2 separate regions of the Macaca mulatta genome follow, and region 1 is linked to region 2. A link is a contact called in public Hi-C data. All regions are on one chromosome and are shown on one strand. Each heading gives the region's core, a stretch centred on a gene start, on an enhancer-like site or on the middle of the called end of the contact. The rest is flanking DNA. Distances are from core to core; before and after follow the strand shown.

The links. Hi-C and Micro-C count contacts between places; a contact is called where the count stands out from the background.
Region 1: a Hi-C map of fetal cortical plate shows a contact between it and region 2, with 2.3 times the contacts expected there. The contact joins the promoter of JADE1 here to the enhancer-like site in region 2. A contact is called at or near these places in 4 of 14 Hi-C or Micro-C datasets (fetal cortex germinal zone, fetal cortical plate, fibroblasts and 1 more).

What each region holds. Positions count from the first base shown.
Region 1 is chr5:137,562,713-137,569,704 of T2T-MMU8v2.0, forward strand. It overlaps JADE1 (jade family PHD finger 1), which reads left to right and starts at 4,697. Exons shown (of 11, transcript NM_001266133.1): 1 at 4,697-4,834.
Region 2 is chr5:137,218,491-137,225,367 of T2T-MMU8v2.0, forward strand. The region is part of intron 2 of LOC106998496 (a long non-coding RNA gene); the gene reads left to right. Among named protein-coding and RNA genes, the nearest start is that of PGRMC2, 170 kb to the left of the region's middle. Within about 2 kb of position 5,226, at least 1 of the 40 cell types and tissues checked has an H3K27ac peak or open chromatin away from gene starts, as enhancers often do. A contact at or near this core is called in fetal cortical plate, where this site is marked.

The DNA.
Region 1 (6,992 bases), core at 3,447-5,946, 340 kb after region 2:
AAAGAAGGGCAAGAAAGAATCTCAAGAAAAAAATAATTTAGTTGGTACTGACACCAACAAGAAACAATCATTCCATATATTTGGAGGTTGTAATGACTTACCTGGAGGAGCTAAAATGTTGCTGAGGACTGGAGACCTCATCGACAGGTCAGACAGGGAATTCTAGTCCTAATCTCTTACCCTACATCTCCTGTGTCACAGAGTTCAGATAGGTGTTGACTGTGGCTCTCGACTTTTCTTGTTTAGAATTATATGTACCATGCATTAGGACAAGGGGTGTTAAAAAAAAAAAAAAAAAGAATTATATGTACTTATTCCTCTTTCAACTACATTCCTCCCTCATACAATATTACTCAAAAAAGTTAATAAAAAGTTATTATTATCATTATTTTGAGATGGAGTTTTCTCCTGTTGCCCAGGCTGCGGTGCAATGGCACAATCTCGGCTCACTGCAACCTCTGCCTCCCGGGTTCAAGCAATTCTCTTGCCTCAGCTTCCCAAGTAGCTGGGATTACAGGCATGCACCACCATGTCTGGGTAATTTCTTTCTTTTTCTTTTTTTTTTGAGATGGAGTCTCGGTCTGTTGCCCAGGCTGGAGGGCAGTGGTGAGATCTCAGTTCACTGCAAACTCCACCTCCCGGGTTCAAGCAATTCTTCTGCCTCAGCTTACTGAGTAGCTGGGATTACAGACATGTGCCACCATGCCCAGCTAATTTTTGTATTTTTAGTAGAGACAGGGTTTTACCATGTTGGCCAGGCTGATCTTGAACGCCTGACCTTGTGATCTGCCTACCTCAGCCTCCCAAAGTGCTGGGATTACAGGCATGAGCCACTGTGCCTGGCCAATTTTTATATTTAGTAGAGATGGGTTTTCACCACGTTGATCAGACTGGTCTCAAACTCCCGACCTCGAGTGATCCACCCGCCTTTGCCTCCCAAAGTGCTGGGATCATAGGCGTGAGCCACCATGCCCGGCCGAAAAAGAAAAAGTTACTTTCTATCATTTAGTTATTAGAATTACTTTTAAAAACGACAATCTAAGCCCTCTTTAGTAACAAGACTTATTTTTGGCACAAAATTCCAAAAAATTAAAGTACATGCAAATAAACTTTTAGGATACAACCCATTTTATCCAGGATAGCCCTTTACAGTTAAAAAAAAAAATTCTTCTCTCTGGGTCCAGGCGCAGTGGTTTATGCCCATTATCCCAGCCCTTTGGGAGAGCGAGGAGGGCAGATTGCTTGAGTTCAGGAGTTTGAGACCAGTCTGGGAAACATGGTGAAATCCTGTCTCTACAAGAAATATGAAAAATTAGTCAGGTGTGGTGGTTTGTGCCTGTGGTCCCAGCTACTTTGGAGGCTGAGGTGGGGGGATTGCTTGAACCCTGGAGATGGAGGCTGCAGTGAGTCATGTTGGGACCACTGAAATCCAGCCTGGGTGACAGAGCGAGACCCCGATCTTGAAAAAAAAAAATTATCTCGTCGGAATGTATACCAACTGACAGTTGTATCTGCCAGTAAGAATTTCTTGCTCATTTCCCTAAAGGAATGAGATAATACAGGGCTTTAGTGTATGCATCCCTTCATTTCAAATATGAACAATTCTGAGTGTCTTATCAAGCAAGGCCTTATAATTCTTTACCTACAGAGAAGTAGATGAAATGAAATGACTAAGTAAACATTCAGAGATTTAATCAAGTCTGGTTTCAAAATCAGGAATGTGAGTATAAATATCCAAATTTTTATTTCATAAAAATCCATTATTATGGAAGAAAATAATTAAACTGTATATGACTACAGCAGAATGTACAGGATATATAGAATTGTAATTATCACCACGAACATTGATGGGATCAGGAAAGACTAGAATCTTGATATTTCTATTACACTGAGTACCTTGTAGCTATTTTGTTGAATGTCTTTTCATCTCTGATAATAAGGTGTGAATTAAAAGAACTATTCCAGAGACTAGGATATGATGATCCTGAATGATTTGGCAAGGTAAGACAGTAAGTGACAGAGTGGAATCAGAAACTCGTTTTCCTAATTGCCAGCTTAGTACTTCTTATTCTAGGCTGTATTATCTGTGCTGCCGCAAGGCAAACCATATCATTGCCTTTCCCATTTTAGAAATAGGTTGTATAGGAGTTTCCTTTGTGGTCTGATGGCAAGAAACACCTATTATTTAAGAAATGCCAACTGCTGATCATTGATGACAAAATATTTTTACATGTTCCTTATGGATTCAAGTTGTCCGCCATTTCTTCAAATAATCATCACGTTTCTAAGTTTGGTAAGAAAATCAGAAATGACTGAATGTTAAAGAGAAAGGGGACTTAGACATTATTTTTCCTGTCATCTCAGTGGGGAAACTAAAGCCCAGAGAGTCATATTCGGAGTTGGTGGGCGTCTCCTGACTTCTTGTCCAGGGCTATTTATAGCACATAGCACTATCTCAGTCGATGAGTATTCTGAAGTCATGGCATAATTGAGACTCCGTACATGGCACCTTCAGTCCTGTTCAGTGTGTCAGTGTGTGAAGTTTGTGTGCCATTTTATCCCTTTGTTTTTGTCATTCATTTTATTCAATACTTTTGTTGGTGCCTAATGTTTTTGATAGAAAAAGCAAGTAAAAGAGTAAGCAGCAAATGTGAGTTAAAAATTTTCTTCAGACAAATGCGTGAAGTAATGCTGTTTGGAATTTAGAAAAGTTGCAATTTTTGATGGAGAGAAAACCAAGAAAGAGACCAGTGGTGGCCGAGGGAATGGACAACCTCCTATTGCCAGGGCCTCTACTCCTGAACTGTTATGAGGTTGCCTGTTTCCTCTTAACAACCCTTCAGGTTAGGGGCCAGCTGTTAACTTCATTTTATTACCAGGAAAGAAACTGAGGCTCAGATAAAGTTCTTTTATCCCACAGGCACACAAAGTGGTAACTGAGAGAGCCAGATCCAACCATGTCTGGCTACAAAGCCTGTGTACTTCAACTTCTACAGAGAGTATGTGCAAGGCGAACCAATGAAAATAGCAATAACTGAAGTGCAATACTAAGAATAGTAATAATGATAGTTAACACAGTGCTTTACATGTGTGATCGCTTTGAACAGGATTAAGTGAACACATGAATAGGACTGGCAGGGACTCTTTCTATTCTTCATTAGTGAAACAGGAGAGGACACATACACTACTTAGGATTTCCACTGGCTTACTTTGTTTTCTGAAAAATAACTGAAAGGCTCAATTAGTTTTGTTTTGTCGCATTTATCAGATTATAATGTTTTGGATGTGGGTCTGAATGTGGGTGGATGGGCTGGTGTGGGATTATGTGAAATCAAACCTGATATATTCAGAAAGGTTCTTCCTGTGGATACATATGCCTTTTGGGTTCGATACTTAGTTTGGTAATTAGTGATCACTGTTCCTATTTACTGAATGGGAGTTTTTTTTTTTTTTTTTGAGACGGAGTTTCGCTCTTGTTGCCCAGGCTGGAGTGCAATGGAGCGATATGGGCTCATCACAACCTCCACCTCTGGGGTTCAAGCGATTCTCCTGCCTCAGCCTCCCCAGCAGTTGGGATTACAGGCACGTACCACCACGCCTGGCTAATTTTGTATTTTTTAGTAGAGACAGGGTTTCTTCATGTTGGTCAGGCTGCTCTCGAACTCCCGACCTCAGGTGATCCGCCTGCCACGACCTCCCAAAGTGTTGGGACTACAGGCGTGAGCCACCGCGCCCGGCCTGAATGGGAGTTTCTAATCCGTACTTTTTTCCTTTTCAAGCTGAATGTCATATACCCCTCTATTTCCCTAGGCGAATCCATGAAAGAAGTATGTTGCCCTCCATATGAAAAAGCAAGTTTGTCTTCTGCATAAAATCAGTAACCACTCATTTTTAACACATTAATACCCCCCAAATGAATCTCTGATGACTGATCTGATACTAGCTTGTAATTCTAGTTTTAGCATTAGGCTCACTGCTCTTATTTGGGAGAAGATGTCCAATTCTGCAGTAATGTGTAACATAAAGTGGTGTCAATTTATAAATAATATCTTCTAATGGATTAATGCTCATTTGCAATGATCACTTCCATACAAATTTAGGTAAAGATGTTATTCAGAATTGGATTATCTATATTAAAAAATGTCATCCTAATGTGCAACTCCCTAAAACTGTTACTACAAACAACTCTTTTGCCACTCAGCCTAAAAATAAAACCTTTCACCCAAATGACACATCTCAATAGCCACATTTTAATCTACATAAATTTTTAAACTATTTTGAAAGAATCCATTTCTAGATGTCAGACAAGAGTTGAAATTGGGACAGCAGTTTGAAGGGGCTAATTTAAAAACCCACTTCCCTGCTTGGAGACACCTCAAGAATTTCTAGGCTCACAAGGTGGGTGAAGTAAGGAAAGAGACTTTTAAGAGCTAAACAGTGCCGTTCTTTGCGAGTCCCGACTGGCGCAGGCCGAGCCGGCTGCGGCGAGGGCTGCGAAGAGTTAACGAGGGACCGAGCCCCCCAAGTCGCGGGCTCCCCGCATGCTCCCTCCGCCCTCCCGTCCCCACCCTCTCGTTTTGGCAAGGGATTAAAGTGCTCCCCCCTGTGGCAGCAGTGACCCAGAAATGAGTTTGATTCACACAGTCCTTCCTCCATAACAAGCCAAACCAGACCGAGAGTGCCTCCGTGCGCGAGTGCCGGGTGTGTGCGCGCCGGCTAGAGCACGGGCCCGCCCGGCTCCCCGCCCGCTCGCCCGCCGCGGCCCGAACTCATGCAGCTCCGAGCGAGCGAGCGGCGCCCAGCCCAGCGCCTCGGCCGAACCCCTCCGCAGCAGGTACGCGCGCGGGCCGCGGGGGGCGCGCGGGGTGGGCTCGCCGCGCGTGTGTCCGCGCGTGGGTCCGTGTGCGCGTCCCGGTCCCGCGGCGGCGACGGCGGCGGCGGCGGCGGCGGCGGCGGCTGCAGGACGAGCCGAGAGGCTCAGCCATATTTGATGGTTTTGTTGCTTTGCTCGGGAGTTCTCGGGAGTAATTTAATGCCGAAGGTCGCTGCCTAGTGGAAATAATATAGTACGTCATTAATATGGCGCCAAAAGATTGGGTTCTCGATATGTAGCTAGGAGGGAGGGAGGCAGCCGCTGAGCGCAGCGTTACTATCCCACCAGTAACTTGGGCATTGCCGGGGCGGGGGCCAGAGGAGGAGGAGGAGAGGATGATTTTTGGATCCTGAGAATTGATCTATGTTGGATCAGTAAGTTTTATTATGATTTTTTTTTTCAAATTTGGGGGGCTGAAGACTTAGAGCTGTTTCTTCTTTTGGATTTGCGAAGAACATGCGGTTTTCAGGTGAATCATCAATTAAACGCGTTTAGGAGCAGAAGCCCAGTTTAAGTTGCTTTTAGTTTATAGGTTTTTTTTTTTTTTTAATAGAAAGCCAAAGTGCATTAGGCTGCATGAAAGTGGAAAGCATAGTAGCAACTTGGTAGACAGATGGCAATGGCAGAACGCAGGTTCGCGTACATATATGAATCCAGAGTGTGTGAGACCGTGTGTGTGGTGGGACTGTATTTGTCCAAACATAGGTGTGTGTAGGTACATTTGTGTGTGGTGGCCGCAGCCCTGGCTCTTGTCACCGCGTCGCCACATGTCCAAAATATTCATTGCATCAATTCAAGGGCAGTGAGAGGGGGGTGGGGGGCGGGGGTGGAGGGACAGCTTGGCAATTCTTCCGAATTGGGCTTCCAGTGGTCAGATCTTTTACTTACAGCGCGACAGCTTGTAAAGTGTAAAACCCCTTCATCGATGAAATGGGGTAGGGGTTGGCGGTTGGTAGAGCAAAGTACCGATTAATCATGAACTTAAAGGGGATTGCAAATTGCAACCTTTGGCACCATCTGCAAATTGTGGGGGTGGGGTCTCTTGGTCTCCTTGCTTCCTTAAATGAACGTGTAGTGTGTACCCCGGGACTGCAAGTTGCAGAGCCCTTCAGTGCACGTGTCTTGTGCCTGTGAGTCTGTGTTTGCGAGTTGGGGGCTGTTGTTCGGTAGCCAGCAGGCTTTCCGGGTTGCTCGGCATTGGCTTGCAAATGCGGGAGAGGGATGGAATGTGGAATGTTGACCGGGGAACCGAATCCTGTCGGAACGGTCCCATTTGCTGGAGAAATTCGATCCCTTCCACCTCCTTCCCGCTCCCCCCCGCCCGCCTTCGGGCAGGAGGCGGGGCTGAGGACGCGGCTGCTGCTCAAAGTGGCGGAGCGCGGCGGCGGGAGGCAGGTGCACGGCACCCGCCAGTGGGGGTGCCTCAACTTCCGCGGGCGTTTAAATAGCAGCCTCTCTCCCCTCCCACCGGTAATAGGTGACCTAGCGGCGGAGGGCGGCGGGGGGAGGGAACCGGGGAAGACCCGGGAGCGAGCCTCCGCGGCACGTGGGCAGGTGCTGGGTGGCCCCGGGGCCAACTTTTGTAGCCCGCCTCTGGCGTTTGAGGAGAGGCGGCCCAGTGTGGAAATGGGGGCGGGCGGCGGCCGAGGCGCTGCTTCTCCGTCGCTGCCGGAGCGTCACCTAACGGTCCCAGCTGCGCCGCCCGGGCCGGGGTGGGGGATTGCGGGGGCGGGGACGCCCGGCCCGCCGCACCCGCCCCGCACAAAGCCCGCGGCGCGGGGGTGGCCGCCGCGCCCCCGCCCCGGGAACGGCCCTAAGCCCGACGCGGTCCCCGCGCCGGTTCCGGCGGGCGGCCGCAGGCGTTTGTTTGTTGGTTCCGCGCCGCCTTCCTCGCCGGATGGCTTCCTGTGACAGAGGTGATACACAGTTTCCAGAACTGTCTGGGGGCGGGAGCGGGAGCGGGAGCCGAGCCCGCTCGGAGCTTCTCGCCGCCGCCGCCGCCGCTCCCATCTTAAAACCGTTTCTCGCCGGCGCATCCGCCCCAGACCGAAGGTGCCGCCCCGGAGGGACTCGGGGAGGGGGACGGCGCGGCCGTTTCCAGCGGCGCAAGTGGTTTCTG
Region 2 (6,877 bases), core at 3,976-6,475:
TTCAAAAGGACCATCGTGCAATAAAGGCCTTGGAATTTGTATCCTACATCAGAGCACCCTAGATATTTCCAACATAGACCTATCAGGTTTTCCACGAGGGAGGGAGACACTGTAACAGTTGAATAACTGGAACTGAACTGGGTTGCACGTGTGTGAGCCTCTGTGTGTGTGTCTGTGTGTGTGTGTTTGTGTGTTTAGGAAAGGAAGGGAAAGGAGGCCATTATTATTATGTATGTTTCTGGTAAACATGCTTTTTTTCCCTACTGAAACTTGGGCGTATCTCAGAAATTAGGTGCTGTTAATCGTGTCAGCTAAAAAAAAAAAAAAAAAAGCATGTTCTAAAATATGCACACAGTTCTAAATTGAAGCTCTAAATAGCTCCAAATTGAAGTGGCAGGAGTTTTTCAATGATACCATTAATTGCATTTCATTAATTGGGAAAAAGAGCTTTTGTGTAGCTGTGGTTATGATGGGCTGGATTTAATCAGCGTAGGTACCACTAACAGGCTGGCACTGCTTTTGGCCTGCAATGCCTTTGAAATTCTAAAACGGAAAAGGAGGCCAACACACTGAGCAATTATTTCAGAACAGATTGCCCGTTAACATTTCATAATATCACCGAAATACATCCTTTCTGGGACAGAGACTTGCTTTGGCTATGAACATCCAAGAGGTGGCAGCACCCCATGCTCCATCGGCTTTCTGCATCCCTCCAGATGAGAGCTCACCGCAGAGGTCTCATCATTGCGTCACCTGAAAGCCAGTTTGGAGGACGGAGGTGGGGGGAGGTGATGGAGGGAAGATGTAGCATTTTGTATTTCAGTTCTTCTGGAAGAGTTCAGGAAACAGCTGCATGGATTGTTTTAAATGGACTTGAAAAGGTTTTTCTTTTCTTTTCCTCCCTGAAATCTACTGCCCTGTGCAATATCTTTCTATGAAGGCCACATGAGTGCACTTACGTGTTCTCTGGTTCACTCCCTGAGGGAGGAAGGAAGAGTTTCAATTGCCTGGGATCCCCTGAGACTCATTTTCAATTCACTGCACTTGTCTTTTATAAACACAGGAAGGTGGGATGAAGATGGCATTATTGACAATTATTTTTTGAGCATGTATGTGTGCAGGGCACTGAACACATCATCAAGAATGTGATACAGTTGCCTGCTAGGATAATTCTCTTCTTCCCTAACCGTTCCTCCAGGTCCCCCCATACACATAGAAATTCCATGCTAAAAATATTTTACACAACAAATAGCTGTTGAGATGACATCAAGCCCTGAACAATAAGGAGCAGTATAACCTTACGTGCTGGGTGTCATGTGCCTGATAGGAAAAGCATCTAGTGACATGGGTGAAGGAGCATCAGAGCTGGTCTAGCCTGGCCAATGTCCAACTATCTGTGGAAACTGGCCCTCGTCATGCTAGGAAGTATGAGGGCAAGAGCTGGAATACACTGAGGCAACCTTGCTGTTGGGGGTTATTGGCAGCTGTTGGGGGTTAGAGACAGGACTGTCGCGGGAAAGTAGTGTGCAAAATGCCACAGGAGGCTGGAGCTGGGCTCAGCAACAGTCTGGGGTCCAGCACAGCTCAGCCGTGGGCCTACCCCCATCCTATCCAGCATAGGGACTTTGCGTCTGTGTACACCACTACTGCTTGGCCTCGCCTTCAACTCTGTGTACCTTTTCCTTAACTCATTTCTTCAGCTTAGTCTTGACCTTGACACCCTCGTACCCTCTGTCCCGTAGCTTTCCTGCATGGCACCTGCTCTCTGGGTACATCTTTTTAGCTTCTGGTCCCACTAACAATTCAGTGACTATTTTCCCTGTATTTCCTGGTTAATTTTGAGGGAAGCGTGGAGGGGGAAGGGAAGGAGGAAGGGAAGAGAGACTCTGGCTGAGTTAATTGCATTCTCCCTGTCTGAAAAGAGCTTTGGAGGCCAGGTCACCTCCCGGGGATGAGTTAGGCTCGGCTTGACCACCTTTGAGTCACTTTGAGACCTGTGCAGGGCTGTTCCCCAGCCTGGGCTGTGGGCATGGTTGTTCCCTTCAGGAGGACTGTGGATGTGGTGGACACCAGTTTTGACATATTGCCCCTTTCTCCATACAAAGGAAGGCTCAACGATGCTGGATATCCTGGTGTCAGGGTACTTACCCTGGTAAGTTGCTCAGACTCTAGGAAGAGACAAAGAAACCTCTTTTCTTCTTTATAAGAAAGCAGTCATGAAGCTTGGAGAATACACTTAAGAGTGATAATTTACACTCAATCTTCAATGATTCCAGAAACTTGGAGAAAGAGGTACAGATGCTTCATTTGAACGATGATGCATGTATTTTGTATAGCACAGCTTGGTTTGGACTAGGCTGAGGCAGGGGAGTGGCTGAATTAGACACCAGTCTCCTTGTTACAGTCAAGTCTTCCTTAATAAGGTCTCAAGCTTGCATTTTAATCCAAAGACAGATTCGCGAGTGCTACCTCTTGGTGCTACTTCTAGGCGCCATGACATATGCAGCAATGAGCTCCTCACCTGTTGCCCAGTGCATTGGCAGCATCCCTGGTTGATGCAGCCAAGCCATCTGGAGCAGGGCAAGGGGGGGCACACAGGGTATGACAGCCAGATAGCTGCCAGATGCTGCAGTTTCTTGGCCTTCCTCTAGTCCTTTCACTATTATGCTGAGGGCATGTGGCAAAACAAGGCAGGCCCCACGAGGCAGCTTATTTGCTTTTGGCTACCTCCAGTTGAGCCACCAAGAACTTGAGGAGCTTTTTCTTCTTCAGCTATTTTTCTTGAGAGCCTGAACATCCCCTCCATCTCTTCCACTTGTAGCACTTGTAGTCAGTCTCAGCCGTAAGCCACTGACAAGAGTGTATTAACTGCAGGTGTGAGGATGAAGCAAGGGGGAAACTACAGTTAGTTTTCAGAGGCGACTGAGCCCCTTCACCTCATAGATAGGGATTTCTATATATGGTGAATTTTGTCACTGAGTGCTCTGTTTTATGGCATCCTATTTACCAGTATTTGAAGCTTTTATTTAACAATTTTATTATGTGGTCCTCTCTGGTGTTGAGTTTGAGCTCACTAATTAGATCATTAAGTTCCTTGAAAGAAAGACAGGGCTTCTGTACTCCTAAGCATTTCCTGCAATGTGTAGCACAGCGTTGTCATTGTATGAGGAATTGGCACTCAGTGGGTATTTGTTAAATTGATTTGACCCAATCTCAATTTCATGTTCAGCTCAGGAGATTTCTTATTAAGCTCCAAGGAGTCTAGATCCTTTCTATACCTGAAGGTATAAATTCATTTTGACGAATTTTCCAACTTTAACTTTCTCCTCCACACTTCAGGAAGAACAGCACCCGAGACATGACTTTTTCAGGGACTTGGAATTCCACATTTCCCATGGGATTCAAGGCATCTGGGAGTTTGACTTCCTATTTTTTACTTTTCATCTCTGTCCCCTTGAAGTTAAGCATGGTCACGTGACTGACTTTGGCTAATGAAATATCAGATGTAATGTGTGATAACCTCCTTTGCCAAACTAATCTCCTTTCCCAGAAGGATAGGTGAAGTTATGCAGTGGTAACAACAGCTTCCAAAACTTAGTTGAGATTCTGTTTGACAGAGTGGCTCGGGGACCCAACTGACAGACAGTCTGTCATCTCAGTGTGTGCTGCCGGGATCACTGTGGCAGGGGAAGCTGGCATGGATAATCGTTCACCAACTCTTCGCTAACTCTTCCACCCTGAAGTGACACACATTGCAACAGATAGTTCATTAGCCAAAGTAAGCCACATGGCCATGCTTAACTTCAAGAGGATGGAGAAGTGCAGTCCTTCCCTGGCTCTGGAAAAAACCAAAAACCAAAACTACTGGTGACCTCTGTAGAACTGACCACACCTCCTCAGAGAACCCAGAAGTTGCTGTCTTTCAGTTCATTCTTTAATAAGGCATGGGACGACCTTTGGGAATAATATAAATACTTTATCCTTTGAGGTTCACAGGAGTTATGAAACAAACCCGTATTAAAGATGATTTATGTATTAATAATTAAAAATTAGATTTTTAAATATTATGTAAATATCAGGCTATTTTCCCCCAAATCAGTGATCAGTGGTAATCAGTTGTGGCGCTCTCCAAATGCCATCTAAACAGATGGCTGATGGAAGTGATTGGACATGTTTAGAGTTGCCAGCCCTTCTCATGCTTCTGATGCGTCTTACACCTCACAGTCACTCAAAGGCCCAGTAGCTCAGACCTTCTCCATCATCAGAGCCACTTCAGACTCCTGGGCTCTGGGGATCTGATCTTTATTCCCTGCCCTGTGATTGACTCTGTCAGTCACAAAGCAAGGCTCCAGGTTCTTCAAAAGCAAGCAGGGAGTCATCCAGACTCACTCAGTTGTCCTGTGTTCTACACGCACTCCATAACTTCCCTCCTTCCAAAGATACAATTCTAGGCCAGGCTCAGTGGTTCATACCTATAATCCCAGCCAGGGCAGGGGAGTCATTTGAGGTCAGGAGTTTGAGACCAGCATGGCCCACATGGTGATACCTGTCTCTACTAAAAATATAAAAATTAGCCAGGCGTGGTGGTGCACGTCTGTAGTCCCAGCTACTTGGGAGGCTGAGGCGCGAGAATTGCTTGAACCCAGGAGGTGGTGGTTGCAGTGAGCCAAGATCGCGTCACTGGGCGACAAAGTGAGACTCTCTCAAAAACAAACAAACAAAAAACCAAAAACAAAGATACAATTCTAACCATAAGAACCAGGAGTATATTCACAAGTGTAATGAGTTTGGTAGCCAACGCTCTTTTAACCCAACTCAATGGACTATTACTTTGACATGCCAAGAGTCAACCATGATATGATTGAAAGAGCTTTTGCATTAGAATATAAAGACTGCTTCAACTCCCAGCTCTGCCATGTTCTAGCTGTGTTACCTTGGAAAAATCACTTGGCCTCTCTAAATCTTCATTGGTAAAATTAGGCTAATTACACTTATCTTCTAGGATGGAGTTTCCTATTGATAAAATGTAAATTATAATGCCTACCTCTTGGGGTCATGGAGATTTAAATTATTTTGACAAAGATAATTTATGGGAAAAATATATATGTATAAGTATGTATATCCCAAGCTGGGAACTTCTTCCCTCCTTTTTGCTTGCTAATTAAGAGTCATAAATAAAATGCTGATGAGCTGCAGTCTGCCGTCTGTGCTGTAGCTGGAGGGCTGTTTTGACTTAGCCTGACAAATGGCTAACCAGCCGCTCCCACTATGCCCAACTCAAGTGTTCAGCACTGAGAAATCCAGCTACTGCCAACAGCATCTTATAAACTTGTCACTATTTACTTACTTGGTGACAGTGTTTTTGTTCAGTGATCATCCCTGAGATTTTACTCGTCAGGGTGTGTCTGTTTCTCTCAAAATGCCAAAATGCCATTTAAATATAATCCTTTCTCAAACCACATGAAAATAGTGAAGGTCTCTAAATGAGACTTGATGCCCTTGTAGTTCATCCCCATTGCAGTGCAGTTGGGATGGGATGTTGTCTTTACAAAGCTGTAGCTGCATGTGCACAGGGCTTTATTAAATGGACACAAACTTCAGAGCTGCTTCAATAAGCTACTAGTCGGGATTTCCAGGTAACCTGTTGAGTGGTGTGCTAGAGACAGCTCATACAAGCTTGGAAGAACTGATAGTTACATTTTCAGGAATTTTGCAAGGTGGTTGAAATCATGTTGGTAGAGTGAAATTGGCCATGGTGAGAGTGTTGACACCATGGAAATTAGCAAACACTACAAAGTCAGGCATTTTCTCCCAGAGGGCTGGTTGCTAAACATTTACCAGCTCAGCACTCTATAGTATAACCAAATCTTTGTGCACCTGGGTAAAATGCAGATATGACTGAGAATGGGAGAAGGGGCATCCCAAATCAGAAGTATAAATAAAACCATGATGCAGGACTCACTTTTCTTGAGTCCCTGCTGTGTGCCAGGTTCTATGCTAGCCTAGATTGAGACTGACATATATCAGGAGGTACCTAGCAAATTAACGATGTGGGGCCTAACAAAAATGTATTCATATGAAGGACAGAGAGCCTCCTAGGAGCTTGACTGCAAGTTGGTCATGGGAAGGAGGGAATAATGCTAGTTATAACATGGTACTTATCACTCAGGTTTTGAGCTAGGCCCTAGCTGAGATTTGTAGAGGGTGGGTTGGAGAAAGCTTTAAGTGAAAAACAGAAAAGGTTGCTTTGGGATAACTCTGTAGGACAAGATGGCATTGTTTGGATTTGGCATCTTGTTTGTTCCAGGACCTCAGCTGCAGTAGTTTTGGGACAGCAGAGGCTTGGCTGACCACAGAGTGCAGTGGGGTGGGCTCCCTTGCGAGCTCTTTTGCAAGAGCACTTTCTGGAGGACCACAGTGTGAACAAAGAGGGGGAAAAGGACAGTAGAATTTATTTTGATGACCCCATATGTACTGGTAAGGCAAAGGGGTAGCTGGTTGCACATACATTTTCTCAACTTATCCTCACAACACCCTTATGAGAAAAGCATTATCATATCCTCTTTGTAGGTGAAGAAACTGAGGCTTGGAGGGTCCGAATAACTTGCCCAGCATTACAGAAAGTAAGTGGCAGATCTGGGATTCACACATGGGGCTGACTGCAAACCCTTCATGGAGCCTCTGTGACCACCCTGAATTCATGTCTGCATATTCTTATCTTTTTCTTCTAATTTTTGGGGAAGAAGTGTCTCTCTTCTTTCCAAGGTCAACCTTTCCACTCCTGCCTGTACCTGCCTGAATTCTGTACCTTCCTAATTCTTGCTCCAGGGTCTTTGTAAAGCACCCAATTGCTCTATTGTGCATCTTTAGCTTTTCT